2 separate regions of the Sus scrofa genome follow, and region 2 is linked to region 1. Evidence: chromatin contacts called from public Hi-C data. All regions are on one chromosome and are shown on one strand. Each heading gives the region's core, a stretch centred on a gene start, on an enhancer-like site or on the middle of the called end of the contact. The rest is flanking DNA. Distances are from core to core; before and after follow the strand shown. Region 1 overlaps FANCC (Fanconi anemia group C protein). Region 2 has its middle 48 kb from the start of C10H9orf3.

What was found. A called contact is a pair of places that touch in the nucleus more often than the background predicts.
Region 2: a contact with region 1 is called in a Hi-C map of retroperitoneal adipose tissue, with 2.3 times the contacts expected there. The contact joins two enhancer-like sites. A contact is called at or near these places in 1 of 5 promoter capture datasets (liver), 23 of 47 Hi-C or Micro-C datasets (alveolar macrophages, brain, embryonic fibroblasts and 13 more) and 2 of 2 datasets of contacts at active chromatin or transcription factors (alveolar macrophages and skeletal muscle).

What each region holds. Positions count from the first base shown.
Region 1 is chr10:27,023,333-27,028,019 of Sscrofa11.1, reverse strand. The region is part of intron 8 of FANCC (Fanconi anemia group C protein); the gene reads right to left. Among named protein-coding and RNA genes, the nearest start is that of MIR24-2, 54 kb to the left of the region's middle. Within about 2 kb of position 1,874, at least 24 of the 83 cell types and tissues checked have an H3K27ac peak or open chromatin away from gene starts, as enhancers often do. A contact at or near this core is called in retroperitoneal adipose tissue, where this site is marked.
Region 2 is chr10:27,517,971-27,522,779 of Sscrofa11.1, reverse strand. No RefSeq gene overlaps it. Among named protein-coding and RNA genes, the nearest start is that of C10H9orf3, 48 kb to the right of the region's middle. Within about 2 kb of position 1,874, at least 1 of the 83 cell types and tissues checked has an H3K27ac peak or open chromatin away from gene starts, as enhancers often do. A contact at or near this core is called in retroperitoneal adipose tissue, where this site is marked.

The DNA.
Region 1 (4,687 bases), core at 625-3,124:
CTGGTGGTTTGCTGGTGGTCTCCTTAGCTTGAAACCCGCTCCAAATGTGTTCTCCTTAGTGGACAAGTCTGCTTTGGCATGAAAATGCCTTGTGGCTCAGTGGTTAACGAATCTGACTAGGAACCAGGAGGTTGCGGGTTCAATCCCTGGCCTTGCTCAGTGGGTGAAGGATCTGGTGTTGCTGTGAGCTGTGGTATAGGTCGCAGACGCGTCTCGGATCCCACGTCGCTGTGGCTCTGGCATAGACCAGCAGCTACAGCTCCGATTCGACCCCTAGCCTGGGAACCTCCATATGCCGTGGGTGCGTCCCTAGAAAAAGACAAAAAGACGAAAAAAACAAAAGCAAAAACAGAGGAAGACTAAGCAACATGCAGTGCCCAGAGGTCGTGCTGTCCAGGCCTGCATTGTGGGGAGAGGAGGGGAAGCCAGCTTGTCACTCTGTGCCGTGAGCCGTACAAATAACATCCATGCTTGCTCTCTGCCTTTGGCGTCTAACCTGTTATTTTCATCCTGATTCATCAATGATTATTACAAGCCACTTGTCACGTGAAAAAGGCCTGAGAACAGGGAAGAACAGAATTCCCAGGAAGAAATCTTTGCTTTTCTCTATCATTTTCTGATTCTCTCCGTGTGTGAGAAAGGGAAATTATACTATGATTTGAGGTAATTCACAGACAAAAGTGGATGCCTCCTATAAAAAAAACAAAAAGGCAGTGAAGACACAGAAAAAAAATTCTCAAGCCTTCTTCATTTATCATCCTTCATACATATTTTTCCTAAAAAATAGAGAAGTTTCAGGTGAGAGGTAAACTGAAGTTCAGGAAGCCTGGGATAGATTCTCTTTCACAATCTATTTTTATGTGGTTTTGTATAGTTTACTCCATAACAGTAACAAAAAAAAAAAAAAAAAAGGCTAAATAAGAAGTTTTCCCTCCACTTTACCTAACAGCTGGCGGTAACATCCTACCATGCAGCAGACTCTTCCAAACCCTTGACAGGCAGGAGCCCATGTGCTAATATATATATTATAAATTAAAAGGTGACTATTCATCAAAAAATAACTTTCTTCTACAAAAAAAAAAAAAAAAAAAAAAAAAGGAGATTTGGAGTTTCCGTTGTGGTACAGCGGAAACGAATCCAACTTCCGGGAACCATGAGGTTTCGGGTTTGATCCCTGGCCTTGCTCAGTGGGTTAAGGATCCAGCATTGCCGTGAGTTGTGGTGTAGGTCACAGATGTGGCTCGGATCTGGCATTGCTGTGGCTGTGGCGTAGGCTGGCAGCTACAGCTCCAATTGGATCTTTAGCCTGGGAACCTCCATATGCCATGTGTGTGGCCCTAAAAAGACAGAAAAAGGAGATTCTTCATAAGTTTCATTGCAATAAACTATTGAGTTAAAAAAATGGCTAAAAAAAAATCTACTTAAAAAAATCTTCACATTTGTCATGTAAAACAAGGCACCTTTATAAATAGCTATTTTTTTTTTATTACGCATTTTCTTCTTTTCTACTTTCAAAATACCAAACGTAAGACTGTAAATATCCCTTTTACATTTTAGGATTTATTTTGTTTCAAAACATTCAAGTTTCTTTCAACAAATTTGAGCTTGGAAAAATTACTGTTTCTTTTTAATTTTTACCAGATGTTGTTTATACTACAAACACTTTTTTCAGTACTCCATAATGCAATTATTGTTTAATTAGTGATAAATCTGTCATTTCTCGGCTTTAAAAAAAAAAACAAAAAACTTAACAAGTACCAAATGTATGTTTGGGTTTTACTTTTGCCCGCACTCTCTGAGAGCATGAAGACACAGGGATGCCAGCTCTGGATGCTGAGCAAAATCCCCCAAATCCCAAGTTCCTCTTCTAGCCTCGCCCAGTGGCCTCCATCCTGCTTGCTTGTTCAGGCTGACTGGGAAGATAGCTCCTTAGCCCCCTGCTGCTTCTTGGCTCAGCCTCTGAGTGGCAGTGACCTCCCAGGTCAACTACTGCCCTGTTTTGTTTTGTTTTTTCGTTTCTCTCCCTTCACCTCTGACTGGTTGCCAGGTCCCGCGTCCCCAGCAGTGAAAACAGAACTTGCAATGTGGGCCTTTCTTTATAGACAATACTGGGTGATCTGGTGCCCCCATGAGGTCGATGCTGGAAAGTGCAATTACTGTCTGAGAGGTTTTTTTTTTTAACCTTAGCCACAAGCATAAACCACCTCCACACTTTTCTCTTCGACCACTGCTAAATTATCTACTTCAGCTTTTGTTAAATTACATGCGTCACATTAAAGAGCTCAAAAAGGAAATGCTTAAAAGACTGCTAATGAGAACGCAGGAAAAGAAAACCCTCGAACACTAGTAAAAAGTTAATCAGGCAGAGAAAACTGACATCATCCAGGATGTAGGGTTAATTCTTCAGTATAATCTTTTCTTAAAGGGGCACTGCGTTTGGAATTTTGTGTAAAAGAGGTATCTTTTTCTTTTTGAAGTGACTGCTATCTGGAGAAGGAAAACAAGAATGCATCTTATCTCCTATGTGGGATCTCAAGGAGAACACTGAGGTATCTGCATGTTTATTACTCATAACCTCTTATTAGGACAAGAACTAATTTTTCACCCTATCTTTATTGACATATACTTGACAAGATAAAAAACGAATTTTAATGGAGCTATGAAGAGAATAGCAGGAGTTTTCTTTCTGATTTAAAATCTGAATTAATAAAACCAAACCGCACCCCAGCCCTCCTGCACTCGCCCTTTCACGGGCAAATCTCTGGACCCAGCTGGAGGGGCAGGCGGCATGTGGGGCCTGCCAGCAAAGGATGGAATGGGAGGGCATGGGAACCAGGGTATAGCCTGGCCCTGGCACACAGCGGGGCAGCCAAGCACAGTGCCACCCAGCCAGCATTTTTCATTCAAATGTGGAATATCAACAATAGCTTTCTGGGCTCCACAAACAGAATTGTAACTGGAAAACATAACATCCTTCTGATTCAGGGCCAGCCTTGGGAAACCAAACAGTGCCAAGAAAGCTGCATAATTAGCAAGTGGCTTTCACTGCTTTTTGGTGACATCGGGTCTGAAGCTATGGGTTATAGTCTTCATTGCCTCTTCTGTCAAGGGAAACACAAGACCACCTGCTTTTGAAAAGTGTTGGTCTACTGAGGAGATGACAAACTGAGGTTAATACCTCATTTTATTTAGGAGCACCACATGTGGCAGGTGGCCATGAACTTGGGGGAGGTCCAGCCCATGGGAGCCAAAGGGTGAGTCTCAAAAGTAAAGCGGTTTCGAAAACTTATCTTTATTTTTGAAGTCAAAAATGCATATATGCATTCAGAATTCAGGTGATTATTCGATTAGAGCCTTATTATTCCTAGTCTTAATGGAAACTATCAAGCCCGAGTCCGTGAGAGAACAAAGAACACTTGCGGAGACCATTTCACTTTGTACAACCTGTACCACGCTTTTATCTTTTGTTTTTGCAACATCTTGGTAATTCTAGAATTTCCAGGGCTAATTCTGGATAGTCCCAAGAGATGGAAACATAATTAACAGTGCTCCACATAAAATACAAGCTAGGTAGACCATCACACTTTAATTACTCTCAGAATCCAACGCTAATGTCATAGGCATCGGGTTTCTTCTGGACGAAAAGCACAGCAGCCCTGTGCTATCCAAGCCTTCAAGATCTCTCTGATACTTCTGCCCGGTCCTGTCACTGCACCGAGATACTGCGCCGTGATAAGTGAATCAGATGATGCAATTAGGAAGCAGGTTCTTCAGGTTACCCTTCTAATCACTCGGTCACGGCACAGGCTTATTCCAGCCTGCCTGGTTTTCTGGCACTATAGGCCCCGGGATGCCGAGGAGAGCGGCCCATGCCAATCAAGGGCTGGCAGCTCCGTATTATAATTATCTCCTTGAACCATAAGGCACAGAGGGGTCACATCCTGCCAATGCCACAATAAATTAAACCAAATAACACTCCCTGGAATCCCCCTTGGACCATGATGGAAGCTCTGAATCTCTATACATGTGATCCTGATAAATGCTTCTGTAAATCAACGGAGTGCAAAACTGTTGGGGAAAATCATTTTAAGCCGTAAGCTGGAGACCAAAGGCTACAACCACGTGATGTCTGATGAGCGTGCCCGCTTTCTCTCTCTCACACAACCATATTCTGTGCTTGCTGAAGTGCTGCTCAGGCCCGAGGGCCACAGGGAAAAAGGATGTGAAGAAGAAGGTTCAGAGAAGGATTGCCAGGTTGCAGAATCCAACCAAGTTAGAGAAGCTGATAAAACTGGAATTTTCCTATAGGGAGAAGACTTGATGATCATTGCACAGCTATAAATGTAATAAATTCATTGAGTAATAAATAAATAAAATGAAAAAAGAAAATTGAATAAATACCTTCGCAGGCAAAGAAATAGCCCAGTTACTGTATTTTGCCACTGAAAAAGGACCAGAGAATTAAATTATAGCATTGCCTTTAGAAACAGATTTATCTGATAATAAAGGTAATGTTTTGAATGGGCTCTGGGGCTTTGAAAACCTTTATTTTGAATGTTATAATTATTTTAATATAAAATACATCCTTATTTCTCACCTTAATATGCATCTCTTTTGAATGGGTGAGATCAAGTACTAGTTTTGCTAAAAGTAACTCTCTCTGGGCCCTTTTGGTCTTTATAAGTAT
Region 2 (4,809 bases), core at 625-3,124, 490 kb before region 1:
TCGGGAGCGGCCCTAGAAAAGGCAAAAAGACCAAAAAAAAAAAAAAAATCAAATACATATGGTGCTTTATGGTATCTGTGATGTTGGGTGTCACCTTGGTTGAGGTGGAAACTTGTTTCTCAGAATCTTCTTCCTCTATAGTCCCAGGTTAGAGCTGTCCAAAGGAAGAATCTGCACGAGGAAGTGAAGCAGCGGCCATAACTTGAATGGTTGTAGCAGTTAGACACAGGGACAGATGCTCCTGGAGGTGTGGGAGGTTTTCAGCTTGTTCTGTCTCTTGTGCTCCGAATCTTGATCTGCTTCCTAACTTCTGGCCCCTCACCATGATGCCCAGCTCGGGAGCCCCAAAGACAACAGCTTCTCGCCCGGCTGCTTCTTTGTGGTCCCCCCCTTAGGAACGGGATGTGCTTGGCTTCCAGGATTGATTCTGTGTCCTGTGATCCTTGATCCTCTTTTCAAGTCTTTCCTTTGGGAGTTCCCATGGTGGCTCATCAGAAACAAATCCGAGTAGTATTTGAGAGGATGCATGTTCAAACCCGGGCCCCACTCTGTGCATTAAGTATCCAACGTTGCTGTGAGCTGCGAGTTGTGATGCAGGTCGAAGACTCTGTTCAGATCTTGAGTTGCTGTGGCTGCAGTGTAGGCGGGCAGCCGTAGCTCCAATTTGACCCCTAGCCTGGGAACTTGCATATGCTGCAGGTGTGGTCCTAAAAAGCAAAAAAAAAAAAAAAAAAAAAAAGTCTTTACTTCCCTGGCAACTCCCAGCATGGTGCAAGCTCTACCTTTTGAAATAGGTCCCAAATTCTGTAACTCATGGGGACTCTTCCTTTCCAGTTGCACCTTAACAAAATGCTAACTGTTTAATTTGGGAGTTCCCTGGTGACCTGGCAGTTAAGGACTCAGCATTGCCACTGTTGTGGCTTGGGTTCAGGCCCCGGCCTGAGAACTTCCATATGGTGCAGACAGAAAACAAAAACAATTTCATTTGTAATTGCTTTGTTGTTCTGAAATTTAATGCTATATACTCATAATTTTGAAAGTCGAGCAATGAAAAACAAGGAAGAAAGCAAAGAACGGCTTACTCAGTCTCACTAACCAGAAATAGATTTAGTGCTAAGTTTCTACAAATTTACCTTCGGGGTTCAGGATACATTAACGTCATTCACAGAAAGGAGAAAATGGTTGTAATGGATCTGAGTGAATAATTAAATTTTATGTCATTGGCACCCTGGGTTCTATTTTTGGATTCTTTTTTGGATTAAAAAACAGGTGTGTTTGTGTTTATTTCCATTTCCACAAACCTGATTCATAAGTATGTGTGTGAAAGAAATTTTTAAGTGGCATTTCTCCTTCTTTTTAGTTAGGGTCCACATAAAATATTTTTGCCCCCATCTTAATCAGAACTACAAAAGTCTTGCTTCCTCCACCAAAAGAAGCAAAGTTCAGAATAATTCGTGGCATGCTCCATTTTTAACTTGAATATCATTGCATTTTTTCCCAGAAGAGCAATCTCTTGGGAAAAGAGTCAGGATACTTTGGGTAAGATATCATAGCAACAGCTACAACTGAGAGAATATTGTGGAAATATATCTTCCCCAATTTTCCAAACTTAGATTTATGCTCCATTCGTGCTTTTAACATGTGGAAAACCCAAATACAGACCCCTCCCAAATTAAACTGTTTTTTTTTTCTTTAAGAGCACCCTCTAAGTTCCCCTCCTGAACACATGTTGGAAAAGTTTTAGCCTTTTGCCCTCTGCCATGGATAGATCCAAGATCTTCCAGCCATATAAACCCTCCACCATGTACCACAGGCTGGAGCAACAGAGCTGTGGTGGGCCGTGGTGATGGGATGAATGTTCAGACTCACTCCCCAGCTCAGGGCCTCCCTCCTGCAGGCCAGCCTCCTGGAACAGAGTTCGAGGCTGTACCACAGCAAAAGTGTCAAGTTCCTGCATCACTTGAATTTCTCAAGGAGCTGAAAACTCAAAATTGAATCTGGAAAGGCCAGGAGTCATGTCATCATGTGTTTGACTTCCAGTCCAAAGATCTCAAGCTCAGCTCTAGCTCTGACACTCAGGTGGTCTCAGGCAAATGACCCAAACTCTGTGGGGCAGAGTGCAGATCAAATAATGTAACATCTGCGAAAATATTTCATGCATTATGAAGCTCTCTGAATGTACCGTATTCAAGTCACTGCTCTGAGGTGTGCCTGTCTCCACTCCAAAGCATTTCCCAGATTTTCCACGAATTCTCAGGGCCCCATTTTTCAAGGTCATGCCTGGCCCCATTCTTCTGCCTCCTCTGAATCCCATTTTTTATCCTCTTGGGGTTCCTGATCGCTGTCCCCGCTCCAGCCCTGTCCTCCTTTCCCCCAAATTTCGCATGAGGCCTGTGCTTGTAGCAGACTCAACTTATGCTTCTTTTTTTTTTTTTTTTTTTTTTTTTTTTTGTCTTTTTGTCTTTTGGGGCTGCACCTACGGCATATGCAGGTTCCCAGGCTAGGGGTCAAATCAGAGCTGTAGCAGCTGGTCTACACCACAGCCACAGCAATGCAGGATCCAAGCTGCGTCTGCGACCTACACCACAGCTCACGGCAACGCCAGATCCTTAACCCACTGAGCAAGGCCAGGGATTGAACCCGAAACCTCATGGTTCCTAGTCGGATTCATTTCCGCTGCGCCACAACAGGAACTCCCTCGACTCATATTTCTGAGGAGACAGAGCGGGTTTCCCTGACAGAAACATACCATAAAACTGAATCTGAGGAGTTACCATTATGGCTCAGCAGGTTACAAACCTAACTAGGATCCCTGAGGTTGCCGGTTCAATCCCTGGCCTCACTTAGTGGTTAAGGATCCCATATTGCTGTGGCTGTAGTATAGGCCAGCACCTGCAGCTCTGGATTGACCCCTAGCCTGGGAACTTCCATATGCCTCTGGTGCAGCCCTAAAAAGCAAAATAAACAAACAAAACTGAGTCTGAGATTCACCTGCTCTGAAAAGCCTCTGGCCTTTCTTCCCATTCCACTTCACTGAGTAAAGGTACCTGGCTGGCCTCTTTGAACTGTTTCCTTCTTTTTATTTATTTATTTATGTTATTATTTATCTTTTTTTTTTTTTTTTGGTCTTTTCTAGGGCTGTACTCGTGGCACATGGAGGTTCAGAGGCTAGGGTTCTAATCGGAGCTGTAGCTGCCAGCTTGTGCCACAGCCACAGTAACGTGGGATCAGAGCCATGTCTGCGACCTATACCACACCTCATGGCAGTCCCAGATCCTTAACCCACTGAGCAAGGCCAGGGATCAAACCCGCAACCTTATGGTTCCTAGTTGGATTCACTAACCACTGAGTCACGACGGGAACTCCTAATAAATTTTTTACAGTCGTACCTGTGGCATATGGAAGTTCCTGTGCTAGGTGTTGAATCAGAGCTGCAGGTGCAGGTTTATACCACAGACACAGTAACATGGGGTCCAAGCCACATCTGTGACCTATGCAGCAGCTTGCAACAATGTCAGATCCTTAACCCACTGATGAGGCCAGGGATCAAACTTACATCTTCATGGATACTCGTCAGGTTCTTAACCCACTGAGCCACAATGGGAACTCCTATTTCCTTCTTAAAAACAACAATGCCTGCATTCTTTGTTTTCTCTTGCTACACCCCTTGTCTAACAGCAGGCCTCCCCTTGTTTATTTAAAAGTGCTCCCTAGTCTCTGCCCAAGTAAGATGCCACCTTCAGGAAAAGTGGAAATATGGAAATCTTATTTCTCCGGGACTACAAATCATCACCATCACCCCTGCCCCTTAGAAAACAGAAGCACCTATTGTCCGTTTTAACAATATTTTGTTTCAAATAGCTCATTCGTTCAACAAGTGCTGACGTCTTTCAAAGTGCCAGGTCCTATTTTAGATGCTGAGATGCAACCACAACAGACAAAAATCCCACCGTGTGGCATCCATATTCTAGTAGGAGGAAACAGACAATAAATAAATGCTTTTCTTTTGTTTTTACTTTTTAGGGCCACACCCAAGGCATACGGGAGTTGTCAGGCTAGAGGTCAAATCGGAGTTGTAGCTGCCGGCCTATACCGCAGTCACAGCAACGCAGGATCCAGGCCATTGACTGCAACCTATGCCACAGCTCACGGCAACACTGGATCCTTAACCCACTGAGCGAGGCCAGGGATGGAACCTTTGTCCTTACAGATACTAGTCAGAATCATTTCCGCTGAACCATGACGGGAACGCCCCCCAAAAAATGTTTTTTTAAATGTTAAACATTCCTTTAGGGTCCCAGGAGTTTTTCAGATTTATCCTTACCTTCCTTTTATTTTATTTTATTTTTTATTTTATTTTATTTGCCTTTTCTAGGGCCACTCCCACAGCATATGGAGGTTCCCAGGCTAAGGGTCTAATCAGAGCTATAGCTGCCAGTCTACACCACAGCTCATGGCAACACCGGATCCTTAACCCACTGAGCAAGGCTAGGGATCGAACCCGCAACCTCATGGTTCCTAATCAGATGCCTTAACCACTGAGCCACGATGGGAATTCCCTCACCTTCCTTTTATATTTCCTGTTGGTTCTACCTCTTTAAAAATATATCTTGAATTGATCCCTTTCTCCCCATCTGAGCTACCACAGCACTAGTTGGTGTGTTCCTGATTTCTCCCTTGGATTACAGACACAGTTTCCCAACTAGGGAGTCCAGCCCCCTTCACCTCCCATTGGACTGAGACCTGATTCAAATCTGAATGCATTGCTCTGAGGCATGAAATAGCTGAAGTCCCCACTCTCTCTAGCAT